3 separate regions of the Rattus norvegicus genome follow, and regions 1 and 2 are each linked to region 3. The links are chromatin contacts, called in public Hi-C maps. All regions are on one chromosome and are shown on one strand. Each heading gives the region's core, a stretch centred on a gene start, on an enhancer-like site or on the middle of the called end of the contact. The rest is flanking DNA. Distances are from core to core; before and after follow the strand shown. Region 1 holds the start of Ciao2b (cytosolic iron-sulfur assembly component 2B). Region 2 holds the start of Tk2 (thymidine kinase 2). Region 3 holds the start of Dync1li2 (dynein, cytoplasmic 1 light intermediate chain 2).

Region 1 (4,351 bases), core at 1,743-4,242, 190 kb after region 3:
GCCTCTACCTCCCAAGTGCTGGAATTACAGGCATGCAACTGCCATTCCCAGATTAGAATGGCTCATATTTTGGTCAGATAAACACCATGGTTATATAGTTTTTGTGGTTTGAATGAGAATGGCCCCTGCCCGTTCATACTTTTGAATACTTGTTTTCCAGCAGGTGAGACCAGGATGAATTAGGAGGTGTGACCTTGATGGAGAAGGCCTGTCCCTGGGGGCAGGATCTGAAGTTTCAAAAGGCAAACTATTTCTAGTCCCCCACTCTCTCTGCCTCCAGCTTGTAGATTGGGACGTGAGCTCTCAGCTGTTGCTGCCACCATGTCATTGCTCTGCCATCATGAACACTAGCCCTCTGAAACTGTAAGCCCTAAACCAAACATTTCCTAAGCTGCCTTTGTCATGGTGTCTTACCACAACAGAAAAGAAACTAAGACAACAACAGACTTACATCAATTTAGGGCATGGTTCTTTAAAGCGAAGGGTCACATTTCTGGAGATCCCTCTAGAAGCAGTTCTTAAACACATATAAACAAGGCCAGGGTCACAACAGGTCAGCTGAATCTATAGACTTCAATTCTTTGGGGGCTTGGCTATCCAGGTATATGTATCTAATTCTTCAGATTTTTTATTTTTAACATTTGCAACTTTTGGTAAGTGAAACATTGGAAGGGCTAAAAGATAATTTAAAAAACTTTTTGGGGAGGGGGCAAGATTTCCCTATAGTGCCTTGGCTATCCAGAAACTCTATGTAGACCAGGCTGCCTGCCTCAATCTCCTGAGTGCTGGGACTAAAAGTGTGTACCACCACACCCAGCTTGCCGACTTATTTTGTGTGTATAATTATTTGCTTATACCTATGTGTACATGTGTGCTCCCGGTGCCTATGGAGACCCGAATAGGTTGTTAGATCCCATGGAACTGAAGTTATAGATGGTTGTAAGCCTCCATATGGGTGCAGGGAATCTAACCCAGGTCTTTAAGAGCAGTAAGTGCTTTTAACTGGTGAGCCATGATCTTTCCAGCCCCACTGGGAGGAATTAGAAGCGATGAGGGCACCTCACAGACCTACCTAAGCACACACTCCCCACCCCACAACCGCAAATAAGTCCACTATGAGAGATACTAAGGCATGCTGGGAAATGAATATAAATTAAGGGTTTATTACAAAATAAAAAGTGTTAAGTTTCTCCTTGTCAGTGATTCAAGAAAACAAAGCCAGAAGCCTTTTGTGGAGCCGAAGCCAGGACCTCTGTGTGCAGGCTGGTGGTCAAAAGCCAGGCTCATGAGCGGGCAGACAGACACTGATTAACGACCTCTAGCAGGTGGGTATTCTCCAGGGCAGCTGCCACTCGCTCCTTATCTGCAAGTTGTTTGTTCACTAGGTGGGAAAAGAAGGGTGGAAAAACAGGGTTAAAACAACTCGGCCAGGCTGCTAGCCCCAGTATAGATTATATTTCTACCGATGAGGTTCTCTTCTGACGTCTCAGGACTCCAAGCCTGGATCAGGATATATTTACTGCCTGTGCCATAACTAGCTTCTTCACTAGGAATACCTGTCACGGCCAGGGACTGCTCATTCCGTCTCTGTCCCTGTGTACTTGAGAACTTCGGGAGGGAGGGTCATGGGAAGCAGGAGATTTAAGTCAGGCCAGCTTTGGTCTAGACTGTAGTCTGGCCATTTCATTCACTTAGTACCCTAGTCCTAATCTTGCCCCATACACTGCTGTGGCAATGGGGAGGCCTCCCACAGTTTGGGCCCCACCAGCCCACTCTAACCTGCATGCTCTGAGGCGTGGGTGCCCGGCGTAATGTGCACATCCATCTGCAGGAAACACAACGTGGGCATGAGCGCTTACTCACCTGTCCATATCTTTTGGACACCATCTTCCTCCCAGTCACACCTCTTCATTCTGGCTCTTCTGTCCCACCCCGAGCCCACCTGCAGTCAATCCATTTTTAGCTCAGGCCCTAGTCAGCGACTATTTAAACGTTTTCCAGTGCCTGCATCAAGCCCAGCCACAGCTCCCTGCCGCCCTTTCTACCACGCTTCTATTTTCTGGTGTATTTCCAATATCCTTGTCACATCGACTTGGAGTTTCCTCGAAGTTCAACTCTGTGAGTTTGGATCCTTCCAATCTCCACTCTGATGTCCCCGCTCCCCAGTAGCTGTTTCACCTTTGGGGATCGACTCCAACTGACCTTGAACCGCTGGGGAAGGGATCGCAGAAGCTTGACTTTGATAGAAAGGCCTATAAGTGTGGCCATGCTGCAGTGAGGGATGGTGGGTGTGAAGGCCACTGCTACTGTGCTCTCCGGGTCGCTAACCTGGATGGATAAGGGAGATCAGACCGCAATGATCACACGACCGGCCCTAGACCAAAGACACTCTCTTTAGTTTACTGACTTGGGCAAATCACCCATTTTTTACGGGCTCCATAAACATGAACATTCGTAAACTAGAAAAACAACCACCCCTCCCAAAGATCCTCTTATGTGCTTGTGAACGGAGAACACCAGCCTCTGATCTACAATGGTACCTTTTTGATTACTTGAGCAAACTACTCACCTGAATTCGAACCTGCTCTACTACGTTCAATTCCTCCAGTGTCAGTGGATGCTCCGGGTCATTAATGGAGCGAATAAGATGTGCCAAGTGAAGGAAAAGGAACTCTAAGTTTTGGCCCAGTTAAAATCTCTGCGGGCTCGCCTAACCCGGACACCCTTCCACCAGCGTGTTGCACATCACTTCTTCCCGATACGCCAAGCCCCCACTGTCCCACCAGCGCCCAGCAGCGACGGATATCGAAGATCTCCCGGGCATCGATGCTGTCCGGCACTTCCTCATCTTCTTCACCCGCCGTCACCGGCCGCTCCCCCGATCGCTCATAGATGAGGGGGTTAGCATTCTCTAGGAGCCCGCCGCCGCCGCCGCCGCCACCACCGCCCACCATCCCGGAACCGCAGTTCCCACAACCCCCTGGTGGTGTGTACTTCCGCTCCTACGGCGCACTTCCTGGGAACGAGAAGAAGGCGTGGTGTGGCTACGGGGTAGCGCAAGGGACATGCCACACTCCCGGGATCCAGCGGGTAGTCCGCTAGAAGCGTTGTGTTTGTCGTGCAGGCTACTCCAAAGGCGGGAAAATGCTGGTAGCTTTGGCCAGGGCATCTGAAGGGTCTCCCGCGGTTCTTAGCCGTGTGATCCTGTTGTGGGCGGGAACGCAGGAAGCCAACACCATTTGACAAGGGCACTTTGAGATTGAACCCACACGACCTTTTTCAGGACCTTTTTTTCCTGGGCTGAAAGGGCATTCGGACGCTCAAGCTCGCTGTCTGCTGTCGTGGAACCGCAGATCAGATAACACGCTGTTTTTCCCTAGTAGGGATAGGCAGCACTAGTTACATGCATGTTAAGTAGAGAAGCGGTCCTAAATTCTACTGAAAAAGAAAGGCCTACGGGGCATGGGTGTCATTAAAAAACGTCATATTCACGAGTCTGGGAGGACCGATGTAGCCTCTCTGACCAGGAACTAAAATAGATAAGATGTGTATACTTGAAGGTGGATCCCCTAAACTATGAGTCCTGAAAGCAAAAAGGAGTTATAGGGAATAAAGTCTTCCCCCCACCCCCAACTCTCCTCTCCCCTCATAAATACACGTGCAGTTCTCCTCACCCAGATCAAATTCCCTGAAGGTGGGCTCTATTCTCCATCTGGGTCCTGAGTGTGTACTCAGTTATAGGTTTCTGCATTATTCTTTCCAGTCAATCTCCTACCATGGGAATGTGTTACAGGGGCAGTTAACACAGCGAGCCAAGACTTAAGAGAAAAGTTCTCGATGTCTTAAAAGGTCCATTGCTGTCCCCTCCTTGCTGGTCAGAGGCTCACTGCAACATACTCAGTACTGCTGTCCTGCAGGAAAGACATTACCAGGCACACCCTGTGCCCAGCCTACCAGCTGTCCAAACCAAACTTCTGGAGGAGGCCTTGATATGTATGTATTCTGTTGCTGTCTGAGAAACACAGCATACCTAGACACAAACCAAGATTCTGAAGACAATGTGTCCAGGCAGACTTTACGGCTGTTTAAATGCTATGGTATGTGGGCTCTTGAATCTCTTCTTCCCACTGCAGGATGAGACTCTTGAAGGGGACAGGGACCTGGTAAAAATTACACAATTGTGTAGAATCAGAGGCTGAGACTGGAAGTGAGGAGGCACCACGGAGGAGAGGGTAGTTGACTGTGTGGGAATAGTGCACCTACCCAATGAACTTCTAACCATAGGACCTCTATGTAGCATTAGGAGGGTCAGATATTTCTGAGGACACCCAACACACGATCCAGTTCAGCA
Region 2 (4,654 bases), core at 1,514-4,013, 180 kb before region 3:
TTTTTTAATGGGGGTTCACTATGTAATCCAGACTGGCCTGGAACTTGTAATCCTCCTATTTCAGCTTCCTGAATAGAATTACAGGCATATACCACCATATTCAGCCCAGATCCTTCTTTTGTGAGTGTATATGTGTGGGCACATGTGTGCACTCATGCGTATGCATGCAAAAAACAGACTCCAGGTATCTTCCTTGAGCATTCTCAACCTTATTTTTTAAGGCTAGCATGGAATTCTCCTGTCTCTGTCCCACCCACCCCCCCCCACAGGGGTGACAGGCACATGCTTTGCTTTTTATGCAAGGGTTGGGGGTCCAAACTTGGGTCCCCATGCTTATGTAACAAGCACGTTACCCGCTAAGCCACTCCACCAACCTCTGCCTGACATCTAAAAATATTTTGAGTGGTGTCTGCCCACAGAAGTTTAAGTCATCACATAGAAAATATCACCCACAAACTCAATGCAAAGGTAACACCATTGTCTTTTGACCTATCCCTCATTTTTGACTCTTTCAATTGCTGGCTGGAGGCCTACTATGTGGCTAGCACTTCATATGGAAAATCTGGTCCCACCCTCCACAGTGTTCACAGTAAATGTGAGGGTAGCAAAGAAAATAACAGACGATTGCAGAGGTAGGAGGATGTGCTGCCGAAGTATGCAGACAGCTTGGCCCAAAGTTCTGTGTCTGTGCTGCAACTCAGCCCACTTTCCTTGAGACAGGGTCTAATTTCCAGCCACTGTGACTGGTGTGGATGAGCACCTTTCTCTGGAGCTGGGAATGGAACTTATCTGATGCTTGCTAAGCACACACTACTGACTGAAATCCACCCCTACTCTCATTTTCACTTTTAGTTATCTGAGACAGAGTTGGGTTGGAGAGATGGCATGTTCTCCAATGTATGCCTGTTGTCCATGAAGACCAGAAAAGGGGGTGGGAAAGTGGGATTCAGATCCCTTAGAATTTGAATTAAACAGTTTGTGGGCTGTCATGTGTGTGCTAGGAACAAAAACCTGAATCTTCTGTAAAATCAATGAGAGCTCTTAACTGCTGAACCATTTCTCCAGCCTTGAAGACCAAGCCTCCTCTCCCTGTGACGTCACTCCTCCTTTCCTGGGTCATTTCATCCTCCTGACTACCCCCACTGACCCCCAGGAGGGGCAAAGGGGGGGGCACACCTTCTACCCTCCAGAGGCATCAGGTACTCCAGCTACCTTTTCCCAAGCCATTCGAGCTACAGGCTTTCAGTTCCCTTACAGAAATGAGCCCCTGACCACTTGTAGTGACACACACCCAAAATCCCAGCATTCAGGGGTTGAAGAAGGAACACAAGTTTAAGGTACATGGCAAGATGATCTCAAAGGAAGAAACAGAACCCTTGGGCTGATGGTAACCAAAATATTGCCTCAACATTTAAACCTGTCCAACGTGCACTTCCTCTGACCTTCGACCTCATAGCCCTACCCCCAGAGCCCACCTTGTGGACCCTCATGGATTCTCTGGTCTCCTCTAGACAGCAAAAGGTAATGGGAACACTTCCCCCCCCCTCCCGCCCCCATCTGGGCAGGGCAATCGGCAGTGAAGCAAATAGGGACATTTTAAAACTGTTGACATTACTCAATCAGCATCTTCTGTAGTTCACACATACCGGAAGAAGAGTACTACCTGAACGCCCCACTCCCACCTGTACACGACAGAAATGGCTAACAGTGGTGGGATCTGGGGAGAGGGCCTGGGGCCACAAGAAGGAAGAGAAACCTTATCCCTGGATATCGTCTGGAGTTTGTTTTCTCACTGTGTATCGAACACTGTTTGGCTCGTAGCTGGAGAAGGCATGCAGAGAGAAACTTACCACTGCTTTTTTCTCCTTATCTTTTTCTCTATCTTTATCTAAAAGAAAAGAAAAGACATCGATGTTTCAATTACTCACTCTGCTCTGTGCTGGTAAATGACCAGATTCTGTATGCTTGCTCCTTGGCTTATGTTTACCATTCTTAGAACTCTCTACGGTTGGGTCCTGTATGTGACACTGTATAATGGCAGGCTGGGTCTAGGTCCACTTGTGCTTGCTTACTTCCCTTCGCTTGGTACATTCTACTTTCCGTTTCACCTGGATTGTGTGCTTAGGGTCGTCACAGTGCACACAAGAATAACCTACACTCGAGAGATTCCGAGGGGTGGGTTTAGACTTAGGGCTGGGACCCAGGCTGTCTGTTCTCTAGGCCAAGGCTGGCAACACTGCCAACCCACCTGGCAGCAGCCCGAGACCAATGAAAGCCATGCCACCTGGTTTCTATTTCAGAAGAGAGAGATCCGCACTGCCAGCAAGAGTAGGAGAAAGTCAGAAGCCTGGATTCGCCCTCTGGGTCCGCAGACACCTGCATCCACTGAGAGCTGATTAAATACAGCCTGTGCCCTAACTAGCCACCTCCCCAGGCTTAAAGAATCTGAACAAAAAAAGGGGGGGGGGCGTCGAGAAGCCGCGTTTGGGCCCCACCTAGTGCGGGTCCAGACAGTTCTTTGGGCTCCACAGTCCCCAGGCCCTTCCTAGGGACTAGCAGGTGAGGGGGCGGGGTCCAGCGGCGCCCCTACGAGGTGGCACAAAAGTACTAGTTACCCGGAGGACAGGCGCGGCGAGGTGCCCACAGCGGCCCAGCGCCCGAATCGAGACTCCCGGGGCTCCCTGAGCTCCCCGGGCCCATGCTGCGTAGCGACCGGGCAGCCCAGCTACGGAGCGACCGCAGCAGCATTGCTTCTGGTTCATGTGCAAGTCCCACTTCCTTCCGGTGCGTCCTGGAGCCCCGCCCCACCCCTCGCCAGGTCCCGCCCCACCCCTCGCCAGGCCCCGCCCCTTAAGGGGTCCGCTAGTATTTCTCCCTCTAGACTATGCGGAAGAGATTCAAAGTCAGGATTGTCCTGCTAACAGACAGCAGAATGGCCCTGACCCAAGTAGACTTAGAGACTCGATTGCTAATAATGCCGGGGGGAGGGTGAGGCGGGGGGCCAAAGGGGGGTGGATCTCTTTGGTTCCTTAGTATATCTGATTACTTCCTAGGTTGCCGCCCCCATCCACACCTAGCCCCACCTATTCAGAGGTCCTGTATTTTCATTCTAAGGACTCTGCAAGTAAACCTTGTCAACTTGGGAACATTTTTCAAGCTTGTCCTTGAACTTTAAAGGTCCCTCGGTTTAATTCCCATCATCACAAAAAGCAGTGTGAGGGACACAGGTGAGAGGGAATGAAAGCTGTTGTTTCCCAAGCCCACAGTCTTTGGCAACGTTTGGACTTTAATGTTGGATCCCTCGGGAGAACGTAACGAGTATCTCTACTGAATGGACCAAAAGGGTTAAGAAAAAAGCATGTTAGCCCCACGCGTAAGCAGGGAGCAAAAATAAACCCGGATTAAGTGCAGCTTGGGTAACTATAATTCACGCATTCAAGACCAATAAACCCGGATGTTGCCACCTTGACTGTATATGGGCAGTTACAATGTGTGAGTAGAGAAGTTTTCCACTACTTCCAGGTGGCAAGATGCTGGCAGTCATCTTGGGCATGAAGAAGAGAGACATTTTCAAGTTTTTGCTTTTAGATCTGTAACCAGAAGCCATCACCCCAACAGAGCTTCCTGTTTACTTACCAGGCATCTAGCAAAGGCAAATCTAATCTTCAAAATCAAAGTCAACCTTTTTTTTTTTTTTTTTTTTTTTTTTTTTTTTTGTGAGCATCTTAGGGTGAGGTTGTTGGTAACTGCTGATCAGATTCAGCAGAATAAACTGGTCCTAGATGGGCAGGGTCCAAAGAGGTCGAAATGGACTGGGTCGGTGTACTAGTTAGTTCTTATCAACGCAACACAAACTAGAAACACCTCAGGAAAGGGAACCTCAGCTGAGAAATTGGCTGTGTCAGATTGACCTGTGGGCATGTCTCTGGGGCGTCTTCTTGTTGCTAATGGATGAAGGAGGGCCTCCTCACTATGGGCAGTACTGTCCCTGGGCAGGTGAGCTGAGGGTATTTATGAAAGAGCAAGACAGAGAACTGAAGCCAGTAAACACTGATAGTTCTTCCATGTCTCTGCTTCGGCTTCTACCTCAGGTTCTAGCCTTGAGTTCCTGTTTTGCCTTCCCTTGGCTATTATAGGCTGTAGCCTGTAAGCCAAATAACCCTTTATTCCCCCAAGATGCTTTTGGTTAGTGTTTGTTTTATCACACAGAAGCAAACTTGGACAGGTGGTTATGCAAGTACCTAAGAGAATTCACAAGACTTAACTCACATAACGGAAGTGACACATACTTCCTGTGTCTGAAATGAAGTGCTCCGAGATGGTGTAGTCCTGGCTACACTGGAGCCCTTTAGAAACTGTGAGACAGCTAAGAGCAGTGGGAGGCAAAAAGTGCTCCAGAGACAGACAGTCTTGCACATTCTAAGAGCAAGGACAGACTATAAGCCATAAGTTCAGGCTCTATATTCTATAACTATTGATGAGCACCCCAGACTCTGCAAGCAGAGAAGCAGACAGATCCTTGCTTTTAGAATTTATATTTTTATTTTAATTGATACATAATTGTACACATTTACAAGATACCATGTAATATTTTGTTCCATGTGCACATTGTGTGATATTCACATCAGGATTCACATCAGTCTGTCTCTTCAGA
Region 3 (4,962 bases), core at 1,944-4,443:
GGAGGCCTGCAAAGGCAGGAAGCAAAAGATGCAAACATGCGAGGTCCTCTAGGTTTGATTTAGTGGGCTGGTGATACAAGCAGACTCCAATGGGTCCAGACAGGACACCCGATGCTTACTCTTCTGACAGAGGCCTTGACACCAGGCTGACGTTCTGCTTTCTTTTCAGGACCATTAAGGAATGTTCAACAAGATGAAGTCAAGGGAGCAGGGATAAAATTCCTGGAGATGTCAATTAGTGCAAAGAGGTGTCCAAGCTTTAGGAAGAGCCTCCGTCTTCTACTACACAGCTCTTAGAGAAGGCAGAGCTTCAGTGCTGGAGCAGCTTTTAGTTTATCTTTTTCAATTTAACAATAAGGAAGTAGGAGATCATGTTATAAAAACACCCTAACATCACGATTACTAGTATTTAAATGGACGAGAGCAAATATAAAAAATGAAAATTAACCAATTCATTTCAACGCCAGACTATAAACTGTCTCACAGGAAAAAGACCCAGGCACCAATAACTATTCTCCAGTCCTGGAAACAGCTGAGCATATACAACCTGAAAACTATAAAGGAGTCATTACCAAGTAACAACTCTGAGGGTTCAAGGCCAGCCTAGTCTACATAGTGAGTTCCAGGCCAGCCAGGGCCACAAGAGAACCTGTCTCAAAAACCCAAAACAAAAAAGCAAACTAAAACAGTGAGTAAAGTCTTGCAAAGGACATACATTTCACCCATTCTCTGGGTGTAACAGAAAGCCTGGACATGTAGGAGTCAGAGCCCTACACGTCACCTTTCTAATGGAGGAACAGTCACTCACCATCACGGTCCTCATCATGAACGCTGAGGTAAAGATACTCTAAGCCTCTTCCTTTTTTGCCGTGCTCTGCTCCTTGGAGTTTGGTCATGAGAGTTGTTTTACCAGAACCATCTTCACCTACAAATGACATTTGCAAGAAGACAAAAGTATACTGTATATCACTCTACACGAAGACTGTAGGGTCGTAACATTGACACAGTAAGGGACAACCAAGCAAGCCTGCTAAAGTCTCTCTTACTGGCTCCCATGAACAAAGGAGACCTGCTTTTAAGAGCGACTGGCAGAGGGGTTGGGGATTTAGCTCAGTGGTAGAGCGCTTGCCTAGCAAGCGCAAGGCCCTGGGTTCGGTCCCCGGCTCCAAAAAAAAAAAAAAAAAGAGCCACTGGCAGAGGCACCCAACCCAAGATCCCAAACGATCCCTCTGCTACAATTCTCCTCACTTCGAGAGGGAAGGAATACAGCAAACCCAACAGTTCTACCTACGTTTTCTAAGACAAACATCTAGGGAAGTGAAAGTCAGAGATGGGCACAAAATAAATACATCTTTGCCACAGCAAAAGCAAGAATTCTGTGAAACACAACTAACCCCCAAAGTCTAGGAACACTGAAATAAAAATCTGGTTCTGTCTCAAGTCATGATGCTTATGTTAATTACACATATTTGCTTTGCAGAACAACTTCATAAGCATCCTAAAGGCTTGGAAACTGGGGAAAAAGAACTACTGACCTAAGTGAAAGTCCTAAGTACAGTCTCAGTAGCAAGTGTTTTCTCATCTCTCTAGGACTATCCATAGCCAACACCCTCCCCTTCCAAGACAACCTCAAACACGAACTAGAATCATTACCAAACATCACTGGACATCCTCAGATTCAATACTACGGAATTCAAGAACATATGAAATGAAAGGCAGTCCACAAAGATCCTCCCCTACAATGCTCACCTTTTTCACACTGGCCACAGTCCACCTGAACCACACAGGGTGCTTGTCAGTCTGACTTCAGCTCCTGCTCATTCTGATCTAGCTGACCCAACAAAGCCTGAATTACTTCTCTAAATCACAAATCTGGCTAAAACCTACCACACTAGCCATCACTTGGATGAGAGAAACAGACGGACAAGGGTGGAGGAAGATAAAATCTGAAAATCAGGAGTCTCCAGGAAAGATGATTAGTCCTTCAGACCTTCATGATCTGACCTCATCTTATCCTCTTTTGCAAAATAACTTCTAACGGTGTCCAAATGCTTCACCCTGTTATCTCCATGTGCTTGTACCTAGACAATTACCCTTCAAAACACCTGATCCCACAAATTCTCTCTCAACACATCAGTGTGATGCGCCCACAATAGTCTGCTCTTGATGCAACCACGCACACATCTGCCTCTGCTAGAATGGGATTCTTGCAGTGTGTCTAAGACTGTACCGTCCCATTGCTCAGTCCTCTGCTCCCACTCCACAAACAGCGTTGCAGGTGAATGCATATAATCCCTTTCATTGGTAGGAGATAACTGAAGCCGAAGAGGTTAAATGACTGACGGGACAACCTAGCAGTGAGGGCAGGATTCATGCAAGAAAGTTCCTGGGACTGACTTCCAAGCTCTGCTGCCTGCTCAAGAGGACTTTCGTACATCTATCTCCTCAGTTCCCAGTACAGGTAACCTAGTTCCCCCCCCATCTTCTCCATCTGGCCTGCACATCCTCTTTTTTTTTTTTTTTTTTTTTTTTTTTATTTCTCCACATCCTCAACTTGGTGAGCACAAGGCTAACCGATAAACCGAGTTAAGGCTGAAGGCTCAGCCAAACGACTAAAGGAATGTGCCACAAGCCCACACCACATCACTGGACTCCAAAGAGAGATGCATTTAGGGGGTCAGTAGAGGTGTGAGCTTGGAGACTCTCTGGCTACCCTGTTAAGAGTCCAGCGTGCCCTCCTGGGCAGGCAAGCGCAAGCTGGCAGTAAGGGTGGAGAAGGCTGGGAACCTATGGGAGGGGTGCCGCCTGACCCACCCCTGAGCCCCAGGGTAGTACCCTGCTGCTCACCGAACACCAGAATGTTCTTGCCGGACGGCAGCTTGGACCTGGCGCGGGTGGACACTTCGCTCAAGATCGAAGACCTGCAGCGACAATGACAAGAGTGGTCAGAGCGGGACCGCCTTAGACTGCTCGGCCCACGACTGCCCGTCAATGTCTGCCCACGGTCCTGCCCGCTCCGGCCCGCTCCCGGTCTGGCCGCACCATTTGAGACTCTATACGCTCCTCACCATAGACTCTGGCCTTCCTCCTCTTCACTGGTCAGGTCGCCGGCAGCCGCCACTGCGGGCCCGTTGGGACCCAGCAGCAGCTTCTTCTCCACCCCCACCGGCGCCATCTTGCCAACTGCAGCCACAAAGAGGGCCCTCCCCCGGGCCCGCCGAGGACCCGCAAGGACCCCGGCAGGGCCGCGCTGCCCGCCCGCAACGCCGCAGAAGCTTCGTTATCCAGCGCGTCCCGACGGGCCAGCTATGTCCGCGTGCACCTGCGGGTCACGGGATCGCCGCAACTAGGGACGTTGCTCGGTCAGGCAGACAGGCGGACAGCCTTACGCGGGAGGTGGAGCCGCGGGCGCCACCAGATCGAGGGCGCGCTGGCGACGCCTGCAGGGTAGGCCGAGACGCGGCAAGCCCAAGCTTTTGGAATGAACTCAAGCTAGACAACCTATTTGTAAGCGATCTCACTGAATCTTGCTTCACTCTTAAAAAATGAGGTGAGGAAACCACAGCTCAGAAGTTTAAAAGAAAATGGCCTGAGAATGAACGAAGATTCACCGAAAAAAAAAGTGACTGGACATAGATTTGCATGCCTTTCATGCCAGCAACTATAAGCAGCAGCTGGTGGTAGTGGTAGGGTCAGAAATTCAAGGTCTTAAACTACTTGACAAGTTTAAGTTGAGCATGAGCTATGTGAGACCCTTTTTCAAAGAAATTAATTTAAAAATGGTTGGATGCTGGCACACGCCTTTCAGGAGGCAGAGGCAGGAGGATCTCTATAAATTTGAAGCCATCCTGGTCTACATAGCAAGTTCCAGGGTAGCCAAGGCTACATAGTGAGACCCTGTGTGCTGGCTAGTTTTGTGTGTCAATTAGAGTCATCGGAGAAGGAGCCTCAATTGAGGAAATGCCTCCATGAGATCCAGCATTCTCTCAATTACTGATCAATTGTGGGTGGTGCCATACCTGGCCTGAGCAAGTCAGTAAGCAGCACCACTCCATGACCTCTGCATCAGCTTCTGCCCCCAGGTTTTAGCCCTGCTTGAGATCCTGTCCTGACTTCCTCCAATGATGGATTATGATCTGGAAATGTAAGCTGAAATAAATCATTTCCTTTACAACTTGCTTTTTTTTTTTTGTCATGGTATTTCATCACAGCAATAAATAACCCAAGACCCAGTTCTAAAGGTAGTATCTTGCCACTTCCAGTCATTATTCTTTTTTATTTTTATTTACTTCTATTCAATGTGTATAGGTGCTTTGTCTGCATGCACATCTGTACACTATGTGTATGCAGTGCGGGTGGAGGGCAGAAGAGGGTGTCTGACCCCCTTGTAACTGGAATTGCAGATGGTTGTGAGCTGTCATGTGGGGTACTGGGAATTGAACCCAGGTCCTTTCGAAGAATAGTTAGTGCTCTTAACACTGAGCCATCTCTTTAGCGATGTTCATTAAACTATTATATGATAATGAACTTGGTTGAGTTCTCGAGATGCTCATTGAAAGTTTATCACAAATGCTCAGAATGGTGTTTTTCATCTCCTCCTCTGTAGACTTCATTAACTGTGAATGATTTTTACCACCATAGTTAACAATTCTTGGCTTTGCTTCATCAGTTTGTTGTTGTTTTTTTCAGACAGGATTTCTCTGTATAGTCCTCGCTGTCCTGGAACTCACTCTGTAGGCCAGGCTAGCCTCATACTCAGAGATCTGCTTGCCTTTGCCTCTGGAGTGCTGGAGTGCCACCAGTGCCCTGCAAGGTTTTTGTTTTTTTGTTTTTTTTAATGGTATTTTTCAGAGAGTCGTTATTTCACAGCAGAACAAGAAGCTGTGACTGCTTTTCTTTAGTGAAGAAGGTAGTGGGGGGAGACTAGATGTAAAGGGGGAGAAGAAATGGAGAAAAGGAAGA

Evidence for each region. Hi-C and Micro-C count contacts between places; a contact is called where the count stands out from the background.
Region 1: a contact with region 3 is called in a Hi-C map of the A7r5 cell line, with 4 times the contacts expected there. The contact joins the promoter of Ciao2b here to the promoter of Dync1li2 in region 3. A contact is called at or near these places in 3 of 12 Hi-C or Micro-C datasets (the A7r5 cell line, frontal cortex and mammary epithelial cells).
Region 2: a Hi-C map of mammary epithelial cells shows a contact between it and region 3, with 1.6 times the contacts expected there. The contact joins the promoter of Tk2 here to the promoter of Dync1li2 in region 3. A contact is called at or near these places in 2 of 12 Hi-C or Micro-C datasets (frontal cortex and mammary epithelial cells).

The regions. Positions count from the first base shown.
Region 1 is chr19:349,294-353,644 of GRCr8, reverse strand. Ciao2b (cytosolic iron-sulfur assembly component 2B) reads right to left here and starts at 2,992. Exons shown (of 5, transcript NM_001144854.1): 1 at 2,807-2,992; 2 at 2,570-2,649; 3 at 2,203-2,328; 4 at 1,780-1,825; 5 at 1,127-1,381. The coding sequence starts at 2,954. The coding sequence ends at 1,284.
Region 2 is chr19:713,430-718,083 of GRCr8, reverse strand. It overlaps Tk2 (thymidine kinase 2), which reads right to left and starts at 2,763. Exons shown (of 10, transcript NM_001106166.1): 1 at 2,616-2,763; 2 at 1,851-1,888. The coding sequence starts at 2,748.
Region 3 is chr19:536,658-541,619 of GRCr8, reverse strand. It overlaps Dync1li2 (dynein, cytoplasmic 1 light intermediate chain 2), which reads right to left and starts at 3,193. Exons shown (of 13, transcript NM_001398670.1): 1 at 3,069-3,193; 2 at 2,848-2,921; 3 at 809-925. The coding sequence starts at 3,175.